Linked DNA regions of Sus scrofa: all the other regions are linked to region 2. Evidence: chromatin contacts called from public Hi-C data. All regions are on one chromosome and are shown on one strand. The core of a region is the stretch at or near the end of the contact, and the rest is flanking DNA. Distances in the headings are between cores, read along the strand shown.

Region 1 (2,700 bases), core at 143-2,642, 470 kb before region 2:
CCACGTCTGCAACCTACACCACAGCTCACGGCAACACCGGATCATTAACCCACTGAGCAAGCCCAGGGACCGAACCCGCAACCTCATGGTTCCTAGTCGGATTCGTTAACTATTGCGCCACGACAGGAACTCCTCTGTTTCCTTTTATAACAATGATGATACTTAACTAGGTTTTAAAAATCTGTCTTGGGGCTTGTCATACACACCCACACACATACAAGTTATAAATCTGTGTGGTCAAAAATATTTTTTTTTCTCTTGTGTACTAATAAGCTTCTTATGTAGCTCTTTAAAAAGTATTTTTTAATCACGCGTCTGGAGAGTGGCAGAAGCGGATTGGAGCCAGGTCATCTTGGCTGGTGTCATAACCACACAGCATTGATTTCTCGTATTCAGCAAGTTTGGAAAGACATGTCAGTGCCAGGTAACCCATTTTGCCCTGAGACCCAAGTATAAAGTCCTAGGATGTTGTAAAAAAAAAAAAGATTCTACTTCTCCAGAGACCCTTGGGCCTGAAAGACCACCAAGTCTAAATATTGGGGTGGATAAAGATAGAGCAGCCAAGAATGACAAAAAGATGGTGACCTCAAGAATCAGGACTAGAAAAAACAGCCAAGGGTACAGAGTGGGAAGAGATAACCTGTGCCTAGAAGTGACTGGCTAATGTTTCATCATGAGTCAAGCCGTAAGTGTCACATGAGACCATGCATCTAACTTCCCTCATCTGTGTACCTTGGAGTAGCCCTGGTTTCTCCCCAAACAGAGAAATGATATCTATGCACTCCCGGGGGCTGGAGGCCATTCATCTGACTTCCCTTAAGTGTGTGGATTGGAGTACCCCTAATTTCTCCCCAAAGAAATGATACTTGGGTATTCAAATGGGTTGAAACCCAGTGGGGAGAAAAAAGGCAGGGGCACATCCAGAAAAGTGAACAACTACCTTGGAGACATATGTAGTACAAGAAGAGGACATGGGGGAGTTCCCGTCGTGGTGGAGAGGAACCGAATCTAAGAACCATGAGGTTGCAGGTTCAATCCCTGGCCTCGCTCAGTGGGTTAAGGATCTGGCGTTGCTGTGCGCTGCGGTGTAGATCAAGGATGCGGCTCAGATCTGGTGTGGCTGTGGCTGTGGCTGTGGCTGTGGCTGTGGCGTAGGCCGGTGGCTACAGCTCCAATTGGACCCCTAGCCTGGGAACCTCCATATGCCACAGGTGCAGCCCTAAAAAGACAAAAAGACAAAAAAAAAATTAGTAAATTTAAAAAAAGAAGAAGAGGAGGATGTGGGGAGAAATCTAGCTCTAGGCCTGGTTTGGCCTGTGGCTGTGTGACCACGGGCAGCTCGGTGTCACCTCTGAGCCCGTGTACACACAAGGCACACACAAGGAGCATGCCAGCCTGATCCTGGGCAGCGGTTCATCCAGGCCAGTTTCCAGAGGAGCAGATTTCTCAATGAGGTGTCCTCCCTCCTCTGGCAAGAAAAGTAAGATCTGATGTGAGCCTTTCTTACGTACAGAGGTTGTGACACATTCAGAATCACAAAACTGTATACTTTGAAAAAGCTGAAAGTGATGATTTTTTTTTTTTTTTTTTGGCCTTTTCTAGGGCCACTCCAGTGGCATGTGGAGGTTCCCAGGCTAGGGGTCTAGGTGGAGCTGTAGCCACCGGCCTACACCAGGGCCACAGCAATGCAGGGTATCTGCGACCTACACCACAGCTCACGGTAACACCGGACCCTTAACCCACGGAGCAAGGCCAGGGACTGAACCGGCAACCTCATGGTTCCTAGTCGGATTCATTAACCACTGTGCTACCACAGGAACCCCTGGAAGTGATGATCTCACTGGGTCCTTTCATTACACAGATAAACAGAATGGGAGTTTCTTTGTGGCCTAGCAGTTAAGAATCCAACCACTGCAATGGCTCAGGTCACTGCCATGGTGTGGGTTCAATCCCTGGCCTGGGAACTTCTGCCTGCCTCAGGCACAGCCAAAAAAATAAAAAATAAAAAGGTCTTCCTATTGTGGCTCAGTGGATTAAGAACCTGACTAGTATCCATGAGGATTCAGGTTCAATCCCTGGCCTCACTCAGTGGGTTAAGGATCCAGCGTTGCTGTGAGCTGTGGTGGAGGTCACAGATGAGGCTCAGACACCGCATCATTGCTGTGGCAGAGGTATAAGCTGACAGCTGCAGCTCCGATTCAACTCCTAGCTTGGGAACTTCCATATGCTGAAGATTCAGCCCTTAAAAAGTGAAACAAAAACAAAAATAAAACAAACAAACAAAAAAACCCAACAAAGAAACCACAACAAAACCTCAGAAGCACAGAAGCACAGAGAGAGGAAGTCATTTATTAAAGTTACACAGCTCTGCACTAGCAAGGCTGCAACTAAAGACCCTGTTTTGTTTGTTTGTTTTTTCTGGCCACACCTGCGGCATGTGTAAATTCCTGGGCCGGAGGTCAAATTTGGACCTGGACCACTGCAGTGACAATGCCAGGTCCTTAACCCACTGAGTGAGGCCAGGGATTGAACCCATGTCCTTGTGGGTCCTAGTCAGGTTCACAACCTGCAGAGCCACAATGGGAACACCTATGCTGCATTTTTTTAAAAATGAAAATACGTATGCAAAGTATTTACATATTGGTACACACCACAGCAGACTGAGATTAGATGCTTCATACATGGCAGCTAATTTTCTTC
Region 2 (2,700 bases), core at 26-2,525:
TTACTGGGTCCCACCTACCAGAGATGCTAATTGGGTAGGTCTCAGGGGGAGGGCCTGAGGCTTCGCATTTGCACGTAATACTGATGCTGCTGGTTGAGTAGCAGCTGTTCCAAAGCCAGGCTTTCTGCTTTCCTTGGTAAGTTCTGATGAAGTAGTAGATATTCTCGGGTGGTGATAGAAGTGTTTCTGGTACAACATCTCTGCGGAGCAATTGGCAATTCCAATTAAAATCCAAAAAGTAGACTTTGACCAAGAGTTCCGCTTCTGGGAACTTTATGTTAGAGAAGTAATTATGAAGATGATCAAACTATTTAAGGACTATGTGCCTGGCATTGTAGGAGTCCAATAAATCTTTGTGGAATGTGTTGCTGAATGGAAGATAGTTCATTGCTAAAGTGTTTATAACAGGGAAAACTGCAAGCAAGCAAAATATACAGATGTCAAAAGGGATTGATAGATAATATTAATACATACCATTTCAGTTGGAAACCAGGCAACTTCAAAATATTAGAAAGGATGATGGCAAAATAGCAATATGTGAAAACATTGGTATCACCTCATCTTGTTGGATATTTTCCTCTATTTATTTATTTATTTGTCTTTTGTTTTTTTAGGGCCACACCTGTGGCATATGGAGGTTCCCAGGCTAGGGGTCAAATTGAAGCTGTAGCTGCCGGTCTACACCACAGCCACAGCAAGGAGGGATCTGAGCCATGTCTGTGATCTACACCACAGCTCATGGCAACGCTGGATCCTTAACCCACGGAGCAAGGCCAGGGATCGAACCTGCCTCCTCATGGATCCTAGTCAGGTTCGTTAACCACTGAGCCAGGACGGGAACACCATTGTTATATATTTTCAAGGGCATTAATAATGTGATATCAGTCAATTCTTTTTGTTTGTAATGACTGGTGTTTTTTGATTGTGATTTTGTTTGTTGGTGTGTCTGTGAGAAGCATCTGTTACCTGTGTCATTAAACAAAACCTCAAATAAAATCAGCATAAAATGTTAACTCTTTAACCTGGGGCTCCCTGGTGTGATTCAGGACCTTTTCCTGGATCTACCACCGTGGAGGAAGCAGGAGATTTTTGGTGTGGAGGGAGGAGTGTTCTTCGCCTTTGAAGAGACTGTTGCAATCCCAGTTAATGGAAACCAGATGCGTTTGAACCTCGGCTTTCCGGCTGGGTTACTCTTTATCTTGGAGCCCTCCTTTAACTCTGGCATGAGCTGTCCTTCCCCGTGGGGCTGATGTGCAAGGCTGGTTTTTAGTGGAGGTGAGCGCCTCGTGGACGTAAACATTAACCGGATTGGGCATCGTTTCCAAGTCAGCTCGGGCAAATTGTGTACAACTCCTTTGAAACTTTTAAATTAGTTGGTCAATATTAACCAGCAAGGATTGTTTGATCAACATGTCAAGGCAGGTTATTGATTACTCTTTGGTGATTTCAAAAATAGCAAGAACACTGGTATCTGCTTTTTCCATGAAATGAAATGGTGCCACTGATAATGTCTACAGTAGACGTGACGTTATGTGCATGTGACTTTATTTATCCAGACAGTTAAAATGAACAATGTTCCCTCTGGCTGATTGAATAGCAGGTTAAAACCTCTTTACTTTGCAGGAATTTTCCTGGAGTAGAGTAGGTAATTGATTTTATAGTCACTAAAATGGGATTAAAAAATGAACTTGTTAAGGAAAAAATGGGGAGAGAGGCAACTGGGTCAGTTGAAAATTGAGTATCTAGAGATGAGCCTGTAGAAGCTGATAGTAACTTAGGTCATGACGGATCAACTGCTACAGGGATTTGCCTTAGTTTCTAAATTTGTGTGATGTGTGGATTTCAAAGTGAGACTTTCCAGTTTGGGTTATTTTTATAAGTTGTGTAACTTGCGGAAAAAATGCCTCAATATTTTTGGACCACAGTTACCTAATTGCATAAAAAAAATGCATCACTTCGCGTAATATAGATCCATGGTCAGTAAATGTTTGTTTATGCTAATGATGTTGACAGTAATACAAAATCTGGGCCAACCTTTTACCTATCACAAGGATTCAATCCTATTGACTATATAAACCAGAGAAATGAAACTGAATTTATTCATATTATTTTCATTATGAGTAATAAAATAACAATTAATTGGAAAATTGTTAAGAAAAACAAAACTTCAATTTCACCAACAGATTTAAAAATTTTTTTTTATTAAAAAATGTTTTTTTAGGGCTGAACTTGTGGCATACAGAAGTTCCCTGGCTAGGAGTCAAGTTGGAACTACAGCTGCCAGCCACAGCCACAGCCACAGCCACAGGATCTGAGCTGCATCTGTGACCTATGCTACAGTTTGTGGCAACTCCAGATCCTTAGCCCACTCAGTGAGGCCAGGGATCATACCCACATCCTCATGGATCCTAGTCAGATTCCTAACCCACTGAGCTACAATGGAAACTCCCAGATACTTTTATAATGAAACTTTGTCCCAGTAAAAGATAAAAAATTTTTAGTGACTTCCAATTCTAGGTTGAAGAGTAGATGAGAAGGCTTTTCATTTCCCTTCAACTCTGAGTCCCTTGATTCCAAGAAACTAGAAAAATCAACATGGAGATATGCTCTTTTCTAAGTACATTTGAGGTTCAACTCTTAAAAGGTAATGAAATATTATTAACTTTAAACTTTAGCATTGACTTTTATTAGAAATCATTG
Region 3 (2,700 bases), core at 35-2,534, 270 kb before region 2:
AAAAAAAAAAAAAAACAAAAACAACATTTACAGCAGTAGACTCTGAGGGGAGCAGATTTTCCCTTCCATGAGGTGGGTGGGCCTCATCCAATCAGTTGAAGGCCTCAAGGGAGAAGTACCGAAGGCCCCAAGGAAGTGGGGATTCTGCCTCCAGATGGCCTTCAAACTTGAGGTACAGCATCACCTCTTCCCCTGACCCACCCTGCGGACTTTGGACTTGTCAGCCTCCACAACTGTAGGAGCCCATTCTTTAAGGTACCTGTCTATCATTCATCTAGCTAGCTAGCTACATAACCATCTGTCTCTTCTGTCATCTATCCATCTATCTCTCTATTATCTATCTGCCTGTCATCTATATATCTATCTATTATCTATCATCTATCCAGCTATCCCTCTATTATCTATCTCTCATCTATCTCTCTGTTATCTGTCTATCACCTATCTCTCTATTATCTATCATCTATCATCTATCATCTGTCATCTATGTATCCATTATCTATCATCTATCCATCTACCTCTCTATTATCTGTCTATCACCTATATCTGTCTGTCATCTGAGCATCTAAAGAGCAAGTGTGGACAGTGAGGAGTGGTCCACGGGGCTTTCCGGCCCAAGTCCAGGGAATCAGAAACCCTATGTGTGTTTCATATTTACAGAGCACTTCCTATGTGCCAGGCATCTCTGTCACTGGAAGCTGCCTCGTCTGAAAACCAGAGCCATCCCTCTCTTTATTTGTTCTGGCAGGTTGGGAAATGTTCCCATTAGGGCCACCTATTTATTTGACTGACGTTTTGTAATTCCCGTGTCTCAGCTCGTCCAGAGTTCCGGGCTGCAGAAAGGGCACAGCCGCTCCTTCTCCAGTGGCAGAAACAGATTATTCCAGCATCTTCCTTCCAGGCCATCTTCAGTTCCCCTCACCTCCAGCCTCTTGAAGCTATCTAGAATCTCTTGATACCCAGTAATCCCGTTTATTAAAGCCTGGGGTGCTTCCTTTCTGGCGAGTGTTGGCAGCCCTAAGACATATAGGGTCATTTGAACTTGATCACTTGAAAAACCTGTGGGGCGAACAATGCAAAGTGCAGGACGTGGCGATGAATTTCCCTCACCCTCTTTGTTCCCTGTTTTGCGTGTGTGGCAGAAGGTTTAACCCATATTTTCCAAGAACTGTGTAGGTGGGTTGCTGGGGACAATTGATTTTTAGGGAAGTATTATTCCTCTGGATGTGGAAACCATGAAGCAACGAATAACATTGAGCAAGAGGTGTCCTGATGACCAGGCCTGAGCTAATTATGGTGCTGTGTGTTTGCGCCCCTGGGTCATCAGAGGCGTCCCTTCGGCCTGAGTTGGCTTTTGCTCTGGACTCAGGGTAACCCCAGGATCCTTGTTCTAGCCAGCTGTCAAGTGGATCATCTACTTTTGAAGGCTGTGATGGGTTCTGAATGTGAAGAAGTATATCGTGACAGGTGCAAGGGACACAGACCTGTGGCTGAGGAATACTGAGTTCTGGTTCCCATCCTGCCCCTGCCTTGCAGTGTGACCTCAGGCAAGTTTCCTGACCTCTCTGAACAGTGCTGTCTTCACTGGGTTGAGTTTGGGCTTGGTCATCTCTGAGACTCCAGCCAGTTGGGGTTACATAGCCCGAATAAAGGGCCACCCTGCCTTCAGCAATTCACTGGCTGTTGTGCGGGACCAGTGCTGCCAAAGAAATTTTTGGACATTGCAGTGAAATTTCTAGAAATGTAGATGTAGGCAGTGAGTTCAGAGATATTTTAAACATCCTGCAGGTGACACCTGTAGCCAGGAAGAGACCATAGGTCTTCTCAGCTTTGCAGCTCCACACGGATGCACTGCTCTTCATGCTTATCACCGGCTGGGGGCCAGGAGCTGAGGGATGTCCCTTGGATTCTTTTTGTCTTAAAATCACTACAAGTATTTTCAAGGAACCGGGGGTGCAAAGCCACGCTGGAAGCTGGGTCACAAGATCGTGGTTGCCTGGAGACCTTGATGGAAGGCCTTCCTTTCCTCGTGGGTGGAAATATCCTCTGAGACAGCAGATGCAGTCAGCTGATCTCCTTGGGATTTAGCCCCAGATCCTACCACCAGCCTTGTCCCTGGCTCCATGGGTGCTGCGGCATTCAGAGCTGGAGGAAATCAAATCAGTGTATGCATTTTTCACTCAACAATACATCTTATAGGTTTTCTGTATGAGTGTACGCCACCTCGCTTTTTTTGTTTTTTTGTTTTGGCTGCACCACAGCTGTAACCAGAGCCACAGCAGTGGCAGTACCAGACCCTTAACCCACTGAGCCATGAGGGAGTTCCAACCTCACCCTTTTTAACTGCTGTGTAGTATTCCCTAGTTTCCCCAGCAAGTCTGTATTAATAGACATTTTGCTTTTATCCATTTCCCCCTTTTATTTCTGCCTCCCCTGATGTCATGACAGAGATTTTTTTTTTTTTTTTGCTCACCTCCACAGTACAGCCCCTTCCTTCCTTCATTCCCTCTCTCTCTTTTCCTTTACTCCTTCCCTTGCATCCGTCCATCCTGGAGCCACTCATCAAACACGCTGTCCCTACAGATGCTCAGCATAAGGGGCAGAATCCTGAGGCCCTGCCGCTAGGAGTTCCCGCCCACTGGGGAAGCAGAGACTAAGCAGATTATGGAGATTCCCGGAAACAGCTTCTTCAACAGCCTTTTC

Evidence for each region. A called contact is a pair of places that touch in the nucleus more often than the background predicts.
Region 1: a Hi-C map of liver shows a contact between it and region 2, with 4 times the contacts expected there. The contact joins two enhancer-like sites. A contact is called at or near these places in 3 of 47 Hi-C or Micro-C datasets (liver and skeletal muscle).
Region 3: a contact with region 2 is called in a Hi-C map of liver, with 14 times the contacts expected there. The contact joins two enhancer-like sites. A contact is called at or near these places in 6 of 47 Hi-C or Micro-C datasets (fetal liver, liver and skeletal muscle).

Annotation. Positions count from the first base shown.
Region 1 is chr4:12,419,668-12,422,367 of Sscrofa11.1, reverse strand. No RefSeq gene overlaps it. Among named protein-coding and RNA genes, the nearest start is that of MYC, 39 kb to the left of the region's middle. Within about 2 kb of position 1,392, at least 1 of the 83 cell types and tissues checked has an H3K27ac peak or open chromatin away from gene starts, as enhancers often do. A contact at or near this core is called in liver, where this site is marked.
Region 2 is chr4:11,947,691-11,950,390 of Sscrofa11.1, reverse strand. All of the region lies in intron 2 of LOC110260223 (a long non-coding RNA gene), which reads left to right. Among named protein-coding and RNA genes, the nearest start is that of MYC, 510 kb to the left of the region's middle. Within about 2 kb of position 1,275, at least 3 of the 83 cell types and tissues checked have an H3K27ac peak or open chromatin away from gene starts, as enhancers often do. A contact at or near this core is called in fetal liver and liver, where this site is marked.
Region 3 is chr4:12,216,760-12,219,459 of Sscrofa11.1, reverse strand. The region is part of intron 4 of LOC106509952 (a long non-coding RNA gene); the gene reads left to right. Among named protein-coding and RNA genes, the nearest start is that of MYC, 240 kb to the left of the region's middle. Within about 2 kb of position 1,284, at least 3 of the 83 cell types and tissues checked have an H3K27ac peak or open chromatin away from gene starts, as enhancers often do. A contact at or near this core is called in fetal liver and liver, where this site is marked.